Linked DNA regions of Mus musculus: region 1 is linked to region 2. Evidence: chromatin contacts called from public Hi-C data. All regions are on one chromosome and are shown on one strand. The core of a region is the stretch at or near the end of the contact, and the rest is flanking DNA. Distances in the headings are between cores, read along the strand shown. Region 1 overlaps Pde4d (phosphodiesterase 4D, cAMP specific). Region 2 overlaps Pde4d (phosphodiesterase 4D, cAMP specific).

Region 1 (6,189 bases), core at 838-3,337, 200 kb after region 2:
GAAGCAACTATAATGATGTAAATGATGGCGACTATCAGAAGCTGGGTGTGATTCCTAACTACAAGCTCGGTAACTCTCACTTAAACCCATGGTGACAAATATCTGCTTTCTGACCCTTAGGCTCTGCAAGGCAGCAGACCTAGCGTGGGGTAAGCAAACTTTAAAACATGTTCTGGGGGAGGGGAGTTGGTCTTCTGCTTTGCAATCAAAGGGCTCTCATATAACATTCTATCTGTTCAGTACCTAAAGAAACACATACACTCTTCCTTGGCATATTTGCTTCATTTATAACACTATAAATGCTATTTTTAAGTGTCTTGTGTTCAGGTGGTTGTTACACTTGAAATGGTGACAAGCTATATATATATATATATATATATATATATATATATATATATATATATATATATATATATATCAAAGGGGAGCAAGGAAGTACTTGATGGTTTTTCTGGTCCTTTCCCTATAGGAGCATGAGTTGAGTAAGCTAAGTGTGACTTTAAATAGGACACTGGGAGGAATCAGAAATAGTGGCACAGTGGCAGAAATCCCACAGCAAAATCCATCCTTGTCCGCACTCTGTGGTTATACAAGCCAGGATTCTTTCTAGACTAATGAAGAAATCGTTGAAAAATATTAGGCGAACATGCAGTTCTGGAAGGGAAAGGCAGTTCTTTGGAAGGCGGGGCTATCTGTGGCTACAGTATTAAGGAGGAAAGGAATGTGTAGACAATTTCTTTTCTGCATCCAGAATTTGAAAGAACAAGGGTAGATCTAGCCCGTCTCTTTTAAGAAAGCCCACTTCGTGAGAAACAAGCCTGTCCTCCTAGCTGGGTCAACCATTGAAGGAGTTTTTATTTATTTAATCAGCTGCTTCTTACCCCAGCAATGTGTCTGGGACAGAGTCAAGCAAATCATGTACAGGTTGTCTGTTAGGGTCTCACCAAAAAAAAAAAAAAAAAAAAAAAAAATCCCCCCTCTTCTTTCCTTCTTTCATGATCGTCCCTGAGTTTGGTTGTCTGTGTTCAACTGTCTTGAATCTCTCACACTCTAAATTCCAGCACACTCAATTCTAGCACTCTGACCGCTAAAGGTATGCTGGGCTTCTCCCACCTCCTCCTCTCACCTCCCTCCATCAGTAGCTTACTTTATCCCAAGATAAACATTGCCCTCCCAGTCCAAGCTCACTCTATTTCGCTGCTCTTTTCCTCTCTCCTGCTTGGTATGCTCGTTTAGTCAATTTGACCAAAAGACTTTCCTGGCAGCTAAAAAAAAGAAAAAGAAAAAGAAAAAAAGAAAACCCAGGGTCACTTAATAGCAATCCAATATTGTACTCTTTGCTGTTTCTGTAAAATGTACAGAACTATTCAGTGATTGGATTGATTTTTAATGATCTAAGTGATCAGGTGTCTCAAAGCTGTACTGCAGCAGCTCGATAATAACGTGGAGGGGGAGGGGCTTGGACACTGGACAGTGCTAGATGAAGAGTCCCACAAACACCAGCCAAGTAGACAAGATAAAATGTAAGCCATTGCCAAAGTTGTTTATTAGCCCTTTTAAAGTAGCCTAGCTACTTTAATTTTCAGATGGAATGAGAAGGAACTTGATGAAGGCTTAAAGAATAGCCAAAAAGGTTCAGGGATCAAAACCTAAAGCTATGTTTACTGCTGACATGCGCAGAATGCTAGCCAAATCTCTCTCCGTGTCCCCAGATAGTATGTTGGTATTCCAAAAGTAGGGTGAGATATTGGTCTTTTTTAAAAAAATACAATAAAATAAACTTGAGTGAGGTCAGCTTGACCCATACTGATTTTACATGTGGAAGAAGAAAGAGAAGCAGGGGTGAAAGAGGTGAACAAAGAATAATGAACGACTATGAACTCATCTTTGGGTTACCCCGCCGTGCAGCGTCAAGAGACCTGTTTAATTATCCAGTGTCTGTCTGTCTCGTCCCGAAACTTATAAACCTGCAGGGCTTTGGGTGGGGGTTGGGGGACAAAGTAAGTAAGTGAGAGAGGCAAGTCAAGTGTTGATCATATTGTCTGGCACTGACCAGCTACACGGCTCGTAATTAATTCTCTGCTCCACTGTACCGGCTCCCAGGTCCCTCCCAGCCTGTTTCTTGTCCATAGGACAGTGCTGGCTCCCCAGCACGATGTGTAAATGGAGGTTTGGAATCCAATCTCCTTCCACCCGTTTTATGTCTTGGCCCCGCGGCAACTTCTCTAGATTCTTTGATCTTATTCTCTCTTACTAAGTGAGAGGTAGTAATACTGGCCTTACCGCTGTCGAGGGAAATGACCAGTGTGAGCCTTAGCGCACAAAGCGCTCCCTAGAAGAGAAGCTCAAAGGCATGGGAGCTGGATTGCACTTCTCCCCTTTTCTAAGTTGCCTGTTCCTAAGTGCTAGTAGAGAGAAGTTAATTAGTTCTTCATGCTAATTATTCATTGGGTGCCCTCAATTAATGCAGTGTATCCTTTTGAGAAACTCAGCTCAACTGATGTTAGTGGAGATGTACAGATTGGGAGCTTACACGGGCTGATTTAGGACTCACTCTGAGACAAGGACTTTTTCTAAGTGTGTGGTTCTAAAAATACTACAGCACTCTTACTCTGTGTGGGTGTGGGCGAGGCAGAGCGGGTGTAGCAACAATCTTACATAGTATTGCTCTCCGTACTCAGGAGATGCTACCCCCCCCCTCGCTTTGCTCTCTGATGCTAATTACTGAATCAGAGCAGACATGTCAGTAACAGATGAGTCTCACTGTGTCACCACTGTCCAATGTGACAGAAGAGGACATTTCCCAATACTGCTGGAAGACGTGACCAAAGGAAGTCTTAGATGATTGTGTGAAAGGCATGTCTTTGTCCTTAAGATGATATCTCCTATCTCCTCTCTCTCTCATATATATATATATATATATATATCCTTCATATCCTTCATATCCTTCATATCCTTCATATCCTTCATATCCTTCATATCACAAGAAATCCAATTCTCACTGAAGAATGGGCCCCAAGACTGTGGAGTTGAAACCTTTGCTTGAAGATGTTTCTGGGACAAATCCGATTTGGCTTTCCTCACGATGATGGTCTTTCTTGTGTTTTTCAAATATTGGAAGGACTTTGGCAGCAAAGTAAATCATTGTATGAATCTGGGTTGGGGAGAGGGGGTGAAGCATAAAATAAGAGATGAAGTCACATTTGTGAGTTATTTCTACGTTCTATAATAAGCCTTGAAGAATAGCAATCCTATTAAAATGCATGCAGAGTTTACAAGGGCTGAAAAGTTAAGTACAAAAATAAACTATTGTACAGAACCATTCCAAAAATTATAAATAGATAGAAAAAAAGAATGAACCTTTGTTTGGCAATTATAAATTTATTTTTGTCCTCTGGAAAAAATCAAATAAGACTCACATTTTATAATTATTATCTTTGTTTACAAAAAAAAAAAAAAACACTTTGAGCACGTGTCAGTCAGTGACCACTTTAGTGTCTTCAACTTTATTATATACCTGGAGTCTGGAATTCCCTGGGATGTAGGTAAAAGGTCCTTTGTGTCCTACTCAAGTTTAATAATAATAATAATAAGCAGAGAATTAGATGTAGGAGTTTTAGATTTATAGACAATGCTAGGATAAATATCCATATGTTGTATAAATGTTTGTATTTGAGAGATAATATATACATATACATACACACACATATATATATACACACATACACCTGTATATACACACCACACATATTCAAATGTTGTACATTAAAAATGCACAGCTCTTGTGCCTATGAACTGCACAGGTCTGCCCATCCCCCACCCTCTCCATATCATTGAATACTACATTTGCCCCCTCGACACTATGACAGTCCCTGGACTTCACTGTAGTTATATTTCTTGGGTTTCTACAGAGGTTCACCTTCTAACTGCGTACTAGCTGCTTCTGTCTCTCCTTCTCTGGTGCCTATTTGTAGCGTCTCTCACATTTCTCTCAGGTTGTTGGTTTTGTGTGAGTTAATCCACAGGGTCCCTTTAAGGTGAGTAATGAAAAACTCGCCTCCTATGGCTGACTTTCCAGCCGCCACTGCCAACTTACCTTGCGTCAGTGGCGGGTAGTGCTTTCGTTCCTCAGCCTCCTCAGATTTCCACACTGCAGACTGCCTTCTCAGCTTCACCATTCTCACCATCTAGGTCAGCAAGCTATGTGGGAAATATGTGACAGACTCAAGGAGAACAGATACAACAAATTCTACTCTCATATATGCCCTAATTAATTAAAGCTGTCTAGTCAAACCTCAGATGGATCCAAGACAAATAAATGATTTTATTTTCTAGAGAAAAATCAACATTATTCAGTAAACATTAAGGAATTTGGACAAAGTAATCAGAGCCAAAATGAACCCCAATAACACAAACAAAAACAAGGAATCTGTGTTCTTCTTGCCAAACCTCTTTTTCTCCAGACACCCTGTGAGCCTCTGACACAAATAAGTTCATTTATATTTGGAGGTCTGAGATGTAATAGAGAAGCTAGAAGTGAATCTTAGAGGATGCTGGAGATGGAGAGTGGGGAGAGACTGTTGGTCCAAGGGATAAAGTTGTCCCAGGACTGATCTTGACAATGACAAATCCCTGAAGTGTTTATGGGGAGGGGCTGCATCAGCGCACTGAAGCATGTCACCCCACAGCAAGAGAAAGGCAGTTCACCCAGCAAACTGAGTGCGTCTGTGTTTGTGAACTGACAAGAAATCATCACAAGCCAATGACAATGACATGGGCTGGGGAGGAGTTAAGATTAATGATTCCTCATTATGGAGTGTCATTAACACAATGAGGAAACAAACCGAATTTTCCTGCAGCATCCTCCTTCCCCATCCCATTTGTCTCCCTGGGAAGAACACTCCTTACGACTTGACCTGTGGGTACCAAGATTGTAAGACACACCTTCTTGTAGTATGAAGAACAGTTAGTTATGATAGCTTAGGCCAACAGTTCACAATTAATTCCACCTAGGACTTGTTACATTAACTCATTATTCTGTTGACATTCTGAATGTGCTGGTCTGCAAACATATTGTTGTCAGAGGTTAGCCACCCACTGTTTCTCTGAAAGTGATGTAGTCAGGCACACCCACATCATATTGTGGAACAGTAAAGTAGAGGTCCACTTGGTCTTCTGTATCAGCATAAAGAGCAGTTAGGTTTGCACAGGACGACTGATAACCCACAAATCATCTTCTGATGTGTCTGAGATGGGATGTGGTCCTTGGCATGAGTATCATCAATGCAGTGACAGAGGAGGAGTCATTTGGGTCCTCTTGCAACCTCCAATGAGAGCCAAGCCATGATAAGGATGGAGACACCGACTGCGCACAGCTTTTGTTTGTTTTTGTTTACATTTGTTGTCACAGGTGTCGCGGCACTGTAACTGTTGTTGCTGTTCAGTAATAGCAGTTGCAATTCTGAAAATTAACGTAAATGTTTGCTGCTGAAGGTGCTGTGTGTGTGAGTGAGTGTGTGAGTTCACCCATCTATTTGGAAAGAAAGGGGCAGAAAATGTAAGTCTCTCATTCTCTCCCATATAACTTCCTTGAGTGTATTACAGTGGGATTTCACTGTGACCTGTGACAGAGAACATGATTTGACTAGAAGTTTAGAACTCCCAGTGTGATGGATAAAGACAGATAAATAAGGAAGCTGTCGTGAAGTTTCATGACACAAGTATTCAGGGGCTCATTCTAAAGAGAATCACCTGAGTTTTGCTTGGCTGTTGTACCATATTGCACGGTTACTCATAATGATTCCTTATTAAGACAATATAGGTTTGCCTAGCCAAATCCAAGGTCCAAAAGATAGAAAGGAAGTTAGAGAGCTAGCCCTGAACCTTTTCCTTTTTACCTTTCTCCTCAAGAACATCTGGGGGAAAACATTTGATTCCCAGTAGTAAGGGTGTGTTGGACCAGATCACTAGAAACCCAAGAGCTTGTTGCGAACCTGATGAAGCAGCAGCATTTGGAGCAGGGAACCAAGCCTGAGTGACAGGAGTTATAGCCACAGGCCCAGCAGGGCTGCTGCTGCTGCTGCTTGGTCCACAGAATCACCGGTTACACTTCCCAACATTTGCCAGGCTCTTACTGTGAGATGCCATCTCATGATGGTACCAACTGATGAGGAAATGGAAACAAATAAA
Region 2 (7,097 bases), core at 3,969-6,468:
GAATTGTATTGAATCTGTAGATTGCTTTTGGCAAGATAGCCATTTTTACTATATTGATCCTGACCATCCATGAGCATGGGGGATCTTTCCATCTTCTGAGATCTTCTTTAATTTCTTTCTTCAGAGAGTTGAAGTTCTTATCATACAGATCTTTCACTTCCTTAGTTAGAGTCACACCAAGGTATTTTATATTATTTGTGACTATTGAGAAGGATGTTGTTTCCCTAATTTCTTTCTCAGCCTGTTTATCCTTTGTGTACAGAAAGGCCATTGACTTGTTTGAGTTAATTTTATATCCAGCTACTTCATTGAAGCTGTTTATCAGGCTTAGGAGTTCTCTGGTGGAATTTTTAGGGTCACTTATATATACTATCATATCATCTTGCAAAAGTGATATTTTGACTTCTTCCTTTCTAATTTGTATCCCCTTGATCTCCTTTTGTTGTCGAATTGCTCTGTCTAGGACTTCAAGTACAATGTTGAATAGGTAGGGAGAGAGGGAACAGCCTTGTCTAGTCCCTGATTTTAGTGGGATTGCTTCCAGCTTCTCTCCATTTACTTTGATGTTGGCTACTGGCTTGCTGTAGATTACTTTATCATGGTTAGGTATGGGCCTTGAATTCCTGATCTTTCTAAGACTTTTATCATGAATGGGTGGTGGATTTTGTCAAATGCTTTCTCCACGTCTAACGAGATGATCATGTGGTTTTTGTCTTTGAGTTTGTTTATATAATGGATTACGTTGATGGATTTCTGTATATTAAACCATCCCTGCATCCCTGGGATGAAACCTACTTGGTCAGCATGGATGATTGTTTTGATGTATTCTTGGATTCTGTTAGTGAGAACTTTATTGAGTATTTTTGCATAGATATTCATAAGGGAAATTGGTCTGAAGTTCTCTATCTTTGTTGGGTCTTTTTGTGGCTTAAGTATCAGAGTAATTGTGGCTTCATAGAATGAGTTGGGTAGAGTACCTTCTGCTTCTATTTTGTGGAATAGTTTGTGAAGAACTGGAATTAGATCTTCTTTGAAGGTCTGATAGAACTCTGCACTAAACCCATCTGGTCCTGGGCTTTTTTTGGTTGGGAGACTATTAATGACTGCTTCTATTTCTTTAGGGGATATAGGACTGTTTAGATCATTAACCTAATCTTGATTTAACTTTGGTAGCTGGTATCTGTCTAGAAACTTGTCCACTTCATCCAGGTTCTCCTGTTTTGTTGAGTATAGCCTTTTTTAGAAGGATCTGATGGTGCTTTGGAATTTTCAGGATCTGTTGTTATGTCTCCTTTTTCATTTCTGATTTTTGTTAATTAGGATGCTTTCTCTGTGCCCTCTAGTGAGTCTAGCTAAGAGTTTATCTATCTTGTTGATTTTCTCAAAGAACCAGCTCCTCGTTTGGTTGATTCTTTGAATAGTTCTTCTTGTTTCCACTTGGTTGATTTTGCCCCTGAGTTTGATTATTTCCTGCCGTCTACTCCTCTTGGGTGAGTTTGCTTCCTTTTGTTCTAGAGCTTTTAGGTGTGTTGTCAAGCTGCTAATGTGTGCTCTCTCTAGTTTCTTTTTGGAGGCACTCAGAGCTATGAGTTTTCCTCTTAGAAATGCTTTCATTGTGTCCCATAACTTTGGGTATGTTGTGGCTTCATTTTCATTAAACTGCAAAAAGTCCTTAATTTCTTTCTTTATTCCTTCCTTGACCAAGGTATCATTGAGAAGAGTGTTGTTCAGTTTCCACGTGAATGTTGGCTTTCTATTATTTATTTTGTTATTGAAGATCAGCCTTAGTCCATGGTGCGCTGATAAGATGTATGGGACAATTTCAATATTTTTGTATCTGTTTAGGCTTGTTTTGTGACCAATTATGTGGTCAATTTTGGAGAAGGTACCATGAGGTGCTGAGAAGAAGGTATATCCTTTTGTTTTAGGATAAAATGTTCTGTAGATATCTGTTAGATCCATTTGTTTCATAACTTCTGTTAGTTTCACTGTGTCCCTGTTTAGTTTCTGTTTCCATGATCTGTCCATTGGTGAAAGTGGTGTGTTGAAGTCTCCCACTATTATTGTGTGAGGTGCAATGTGTGCTTTGAGCTTTACTAAAGTTTCTTTAATGAATGTGGCTGCCCTTGTAATTTGGAGCATGGATATTCAGAATTGATAGTTCCTCTTGGAGGACTTTACCTTTGATGAGTATGAAGTGCCCCTCCTTGTCTTTTTTAATGACTTTGGGTTGGAAGTCGATTTTATTAGATATTAGAATGGCTACTCCAGCTTGTTTCTTCAGACCATTTGCTTGGAAAATTGTTTTCCAGCCTTTCATTCTGGGGTAGTGTCTATATTTTTCTCTGAGATGAGTTTCCTGTAAGCAGCAAAATGTTGGGTCCTGTTTGTGTAGCCTGTCTGTTAGTCTATGTCTTTTTATTGGGGAGTTGAGTCCATTGATATTAAGAGATATTTAGGAAAAGTAATTGTTGCTTCCTATTATTTTTGTTGTTAAAGTTGGCATTCTGTTCTTGTGGCTGTCTTCTTTTAGGTTTGTTGAGGGAATTACCTTCTTTCTTTTTCTAGGACGTGGTTTCCATCCTTGTATTGGTTTTTTTCTGTTATTATCCTTTGAAGGGCTGGATTTGTGCAAAGATAATGTGTGAATTTGATTTTGCCGTGGAATACTTTTGTTTCTCCATCTATGGTAATTGAGAGTTTGGCTGGGTATAGTAGCCTGGGCTGGCATTTGTGTTCTCTTAGTGTCTGTATAACATCTGTCCAGGCTCTTCTGGCTTTCATAGTCTCTGGTGAAAAATCTGGTATAATTCTGATAGGCTTACTTGACCTTTTTCCCTTACTGCTTTTAATATACTATCTTTATTTAGTGCATTTGTTGTTCTGATTATTATGGGTCGGGAGGAATTTCTTTTCTGGTTCAGTCTATTTGGAGTTCTGTAGGCTTCTTGTATGTTCAAGGGCATCTCTTTCTTTAGGTTTGGGAAGTTTTCTTTTATAATTTTGTTGAAGATATTTGCCGGTCCTTTGTGTTGAAAATCTTCATTCTCATCTACTCCTATTATCCATAGGTTTGGGGTCTTCTCATTGTGTCCTGGACTTCCTGGATGTTTTGAGTTATAATCTTTTTGCATTTTCCATTTTCTTTGATTGTTGTGCCGATGTTCTCTATGGAATTTTCTGTACCTGAGAGTCTCTCTTCCATCTCTTGTATTCTGTTGCTGATGCTCACATCTATGGTTCCAGATTTCTTTCCTAGGGTTTCTGTCTCCAGCATTGCCTCACTTTGAGTTTTCTTTATTGTGTCTACTTCCCTTTTTAGGTCTTGGATGGTTTTATTCAATTCCATCACCTGTTTGGTTGTGTTTTCATGCAATTCTTTAAGGGATTTTTGTGCTTCTTCTTTAAGGTCTTCTACCTGTTTAGCAGTGTTCTCCTGTATTTCTTTAAGTGAGTTATTAAAGTCCTCCTTGATGTCCTCTACCATCATCATGAGATATGCTTTTAAATCCGGGTCTAGGTTTTCAGGTATGTTGGGGTGCCCTGGACTGGGCAAAGTGGGAGTGCTGGGTTCTGATGATGGTGAGTGGTCTTGGTTTCTGTTAATAAGATTCTTATGTTTACCTTTCGCTATCTGGTAATCTCTGGAGTTAGTTGTTATAGTTGTCTCTGTTTAGAGATTGTTCCTCTGGTGATTTTGTTACCCTCTATCAGCAGACCTGGGAGACTAGCTCTCTCCTCTGAGTTTCAGTGGTCAGAGCACACTCTGCAGGCAATCTCCTCTTACGGGGAAGGTGCACAGATATCTGGCATTCGGACCTCCCTTCTGGCCAAAGATGAAGGCCCAAAACAGGACCTTTCCCAGAAACTGTGTTGCTTTGGCCTGTCACAGAAGCTGTTAGCTTCTGTAGTCCACACTCTCACCTGTGCAGACTACTTTTGGTGGAGTCCCGGATCCAAGATGGCTCCCGCCGATGCTGAGACAAAGTTCTCCCGGGCCAGGCAGACACCTGTCCTCTGGCCGGGAAGGTGGCCAGATGTCTGGAGCCGAAAAGGGGACTGCCTCAGAAGCTCTGTGGCTCCTGCCTGTCCCAGAAGCTGTTAGCTTCTGTAGTGCACACTCTCACCTGTGCAGACTACTTTCGGCGGAGTCCCGGATCCAAGATGGCTCCCGATGATACCCATCTAATGACTTCTTTTGTGATTGGGTTACCTCATTCAGGATGATATCCTCCAGATACATCCATTTGTCCAAGAATTTCATAAATTCATTGTTTTTAATAGCTGAGTAATACTCCATCATCCTTAGTGAGGTAACCCAATCACAAAAGAAGTCATTAGAGGTCCCCCCCTTTTTAAAGCTGTCTGTTCCCAGCTTTGACTGTGTCATAGAACTTGCTGTGGGTAGGATGCTGAAGCACGTAGCTGAGATCAATGAAGGGGTCACTGATGGCAACAATATCTATTTTGTCAGAATTGAAAGCACCCTGGAGACCAGGCACCTAATCTGACTAAATCTTCTCACTCTAACCTTCACCATCCTGTCTCATGGGTGAGGCTGGCATTTCAGGAGACGAAGCAGCTGTCTCTGGTAATGGGGAGAACTGGAGAACCTAAGACTTCACTTTAGGGTTAAGTTAATAGTTGAAGCTCAAACAGGCAGAGTTCATGAATCCAGGTAGTCATTCAGACTCTGGGGCTATTGGAGTCGGTGCTTCTGGGAGTCTGTGAATCGGTAGTCCAGGGAAAATCAGGGGGGAGTCAACAACCGAATAGAGAGAGTCATAATTCTCCATTTACATTACTGAATACATATATAACAATACAACTCATATTTATTGTATTTCTGTCCTTTCCATACAGGGTGTTTTAGATTGCAACAATATTGTATTGTAAGTAGATTCCTACACTAGTGTTATAAACAGATTGATGAAGACAACACTGTGGGCCTGCATCTGAGCCGTCTTGTGACCTAGTATGGGCTTTCAACTAGATTCTAATAATAAAAAACACTTACCACATATTTAGGTATCTCTAAGCGATTGTTTCCCTTGATACAAAGTGGAGAACACTAATACAGGTTTTCATGAATTGTTGGCCTTCTTTGTTAATTCATGTAGTTCTTCGAAATGGCCACTAGATGGTAGTCTTTAGTTAGTATTGTCACCTCTGCTCCATGATAGGAGCTTTGATTCTAACCAGAAACATTTTGTGTGTTCCTGACGCCCTTTTCCTCAGATGGGTGAGGCAAAGGGCAAGGACTCCGTGTGGTTCAAGAGTCTTCAGTCTTGAATCCTTAAATTTTCTTCTTCGTAGACCTTACTTTCGGATACTATTTATTGAACAATTTTATTTGTCTCCACTGTACCTTTAAGTGATGACTCTTTGAAGAGGGTTGAGGTCTGTACTTACAAGGGTCAAAAAGATAAGAGTACAAGGATAATATGTCAGGCGAAGAACAGGGACGATGAGCTTCGGGATCTGCTGTCACCCCAAGTAAATCCCAGAATTCCCCCGAGCTCTGCAATCATTCACCATCTTAGCTAGAGTTGCCGGACATTGATGCACCGTTGCCAAATACATGTGTGGTCTCTCTGGACAATCGGAAAAAAAAAAAAAGTTTTTCCTCTTCTGTGCTGAAGCCTTGTGATTTTTTTTCCCCCTAGCAAAACCAAACCCAGTGAGCGGCAGTTAACCCGCACTGGCTGTTTGCGCACTGTGTTCCAAGGGCTCTCTCTATTTGTCATGAGTCATCCAATTAACGTCAACTGTAATTATTTCCTCTTCATTTTCCCTTTCCACTGTTGAGTCTCCCGAAGTCACCAATTTCCTTAACTAATTTTAATATCGAAACCTGCATTTCAGGTTCTCCTACTTCACACAACCAAGAAAAAAAAGAAAAAAAGGAATGAGATGCCCTTTTCGATTTTACCCTGAGGTAGAGCAAATCCTTTGACACATTCTGAGAATTCTTCCTGTTCAGTTTTATCATCTGTCCGTACTTCCTTGAAGTTCACTTATGGCTGAACACACGTATTTGCATACGGACTCTCATAAAGTCATTTTCAGTAACTCTGCAATTGATAACTCTCCCAGATAGACACATAGTCCAGAGTTACCTGTTGATCTGTTTCGCTGCCTAAAAGGAGGAGGGCAGCAGTGGAGACAGGACGGACTCACCTGGGGGTAAATGTGAACTTTGGGGCCTTGAACAACAACAGGAAGCTTGGTTTCTGGCTGCTACCACATTAAAACTAGTTGAGGTTTTTATTGTTTGTGGGCTGTGGAAATTTTATTTCCTGGCGTCTAGTAACAGTTGGCGAAGATCCCCATTACCCTCACTGTGAGAAGAAGCCCCATGGTCACTCCACAGCTATTGAGAGCTGCTACACCCCCTCCTGCCCCACCCTGCCCTGCCCTGCCCTGCCCCACCCCAACCCCCCTTCCGCCGCCCAGAGACACAGCTGCCTCCTGACCACCGGAGGCTCCAGTTGGTTTAAGCAAGATTAGTTCAGCTTTGCTTAGCGAAGGGTCACTGTCTAGATCTGTCTTTTCCACACCAGAGAATCCCATGGTGGATTCAATGCCCTCACTCAAATTTCCCAGCCACCAGCCAAGTTCCCTTCTTGTCTCCTCCCCCACAAAATCTTGTTTGCACTGGACGTGGCAGTTATGCGTTATCGGGCTTTTTGATGGTCCGAGGAGCTCTTTATATTCACAAGCATTGCGCAATGGAATGCTATTTAGACACCCATGCTCTTTACAAGCAAGCTAGCATCTGTTTCAACAGCAAGTTGCTTGACCGTTTTTTTTTTTTTTCATCCCAGAGTTATTACAATCTCTCCCAACTCCTTCTCACTTAATGGTTTTTAGCTTCTCTCATGGTGTTTCTGCTCCAGTCACTTTTTGACTCCCCAAACTGCACAGATACTAAAAAAAAAAAACAAAAATAACCAAAACAACAGCAACAACAACAACCCGCTTGGTGTTTTTTAAACAGTACCAGGGGTCTTCCTAGAAGACACTCTGGGATACGGGTTCCCTGCTTTTCCTGCACAGAATGAGATTGGCCAAACTGGATTTCATCACCTGGCTCA

What was found. Hi-C and Micro-C count contacts between places; a contact is called where the count stands out from the background.
Region 1: a Hi-C map of uterus shows a contact between it and region 2, with 3 times the contacts expected there. The contact joins two enhancer-like sites. A contact is called at or near these places in 11 of 484 Hi-C or Micro-C datasets (Sertoli cells, bone marrow-derived DN2 thymocytes, cerebellar granule neurons and 7 more) and 3 of 115 datasets of contacts at active chromatin or transcription factors (the HPC-7 cell line, acute myeloid leukemia and forebrain).

The regions. Positions count from the first base shown.
Region 1 is chr13:109,423,649-109,429,837 of GRCm38.p6, forward strand. All of the region lies in intron 3 of Pde4d (phosphodiesterase 4D, cAMP specific), which reads left to right. Gm32703 (a long non-coding RNA gene) reads right to left here. Exons shown (of 3, transcript XR_003950566.1): 2 at 4,097-4,200; 3 at 1,518-3,154. Among named protein-coding and RNA genes, the nearest start is that of Gm32703, 14 kb to the right of the region's middle. Within about 2 kb of position 2,088, at least 7 of the 459 cell types and tissues checked have an H3K27ac peak or open chromatin away from gene starts, as enhancers often do. A contact at or near this core is called in uterus, where this site is marked.
Region 2 is chr13:109,224,218-109,231,314 of GRCm38.p6, forward strand. The region is part of intron 3 of Pde4d (phosphodiesterase 4D, cAMP specific); the gene reads left to right. Among named protein-coding and RNA genes, the nearest start is that of Mir582, 97 kb to the right of the region's middle. Within about 2 kb of position 5,219, at least 151 of the 459 cell types and tissues checked have an H3K27ac peak or open chromatin away from gene starts, as enhancers often do. A contact at or near this core is called in uterus, where this site is marked.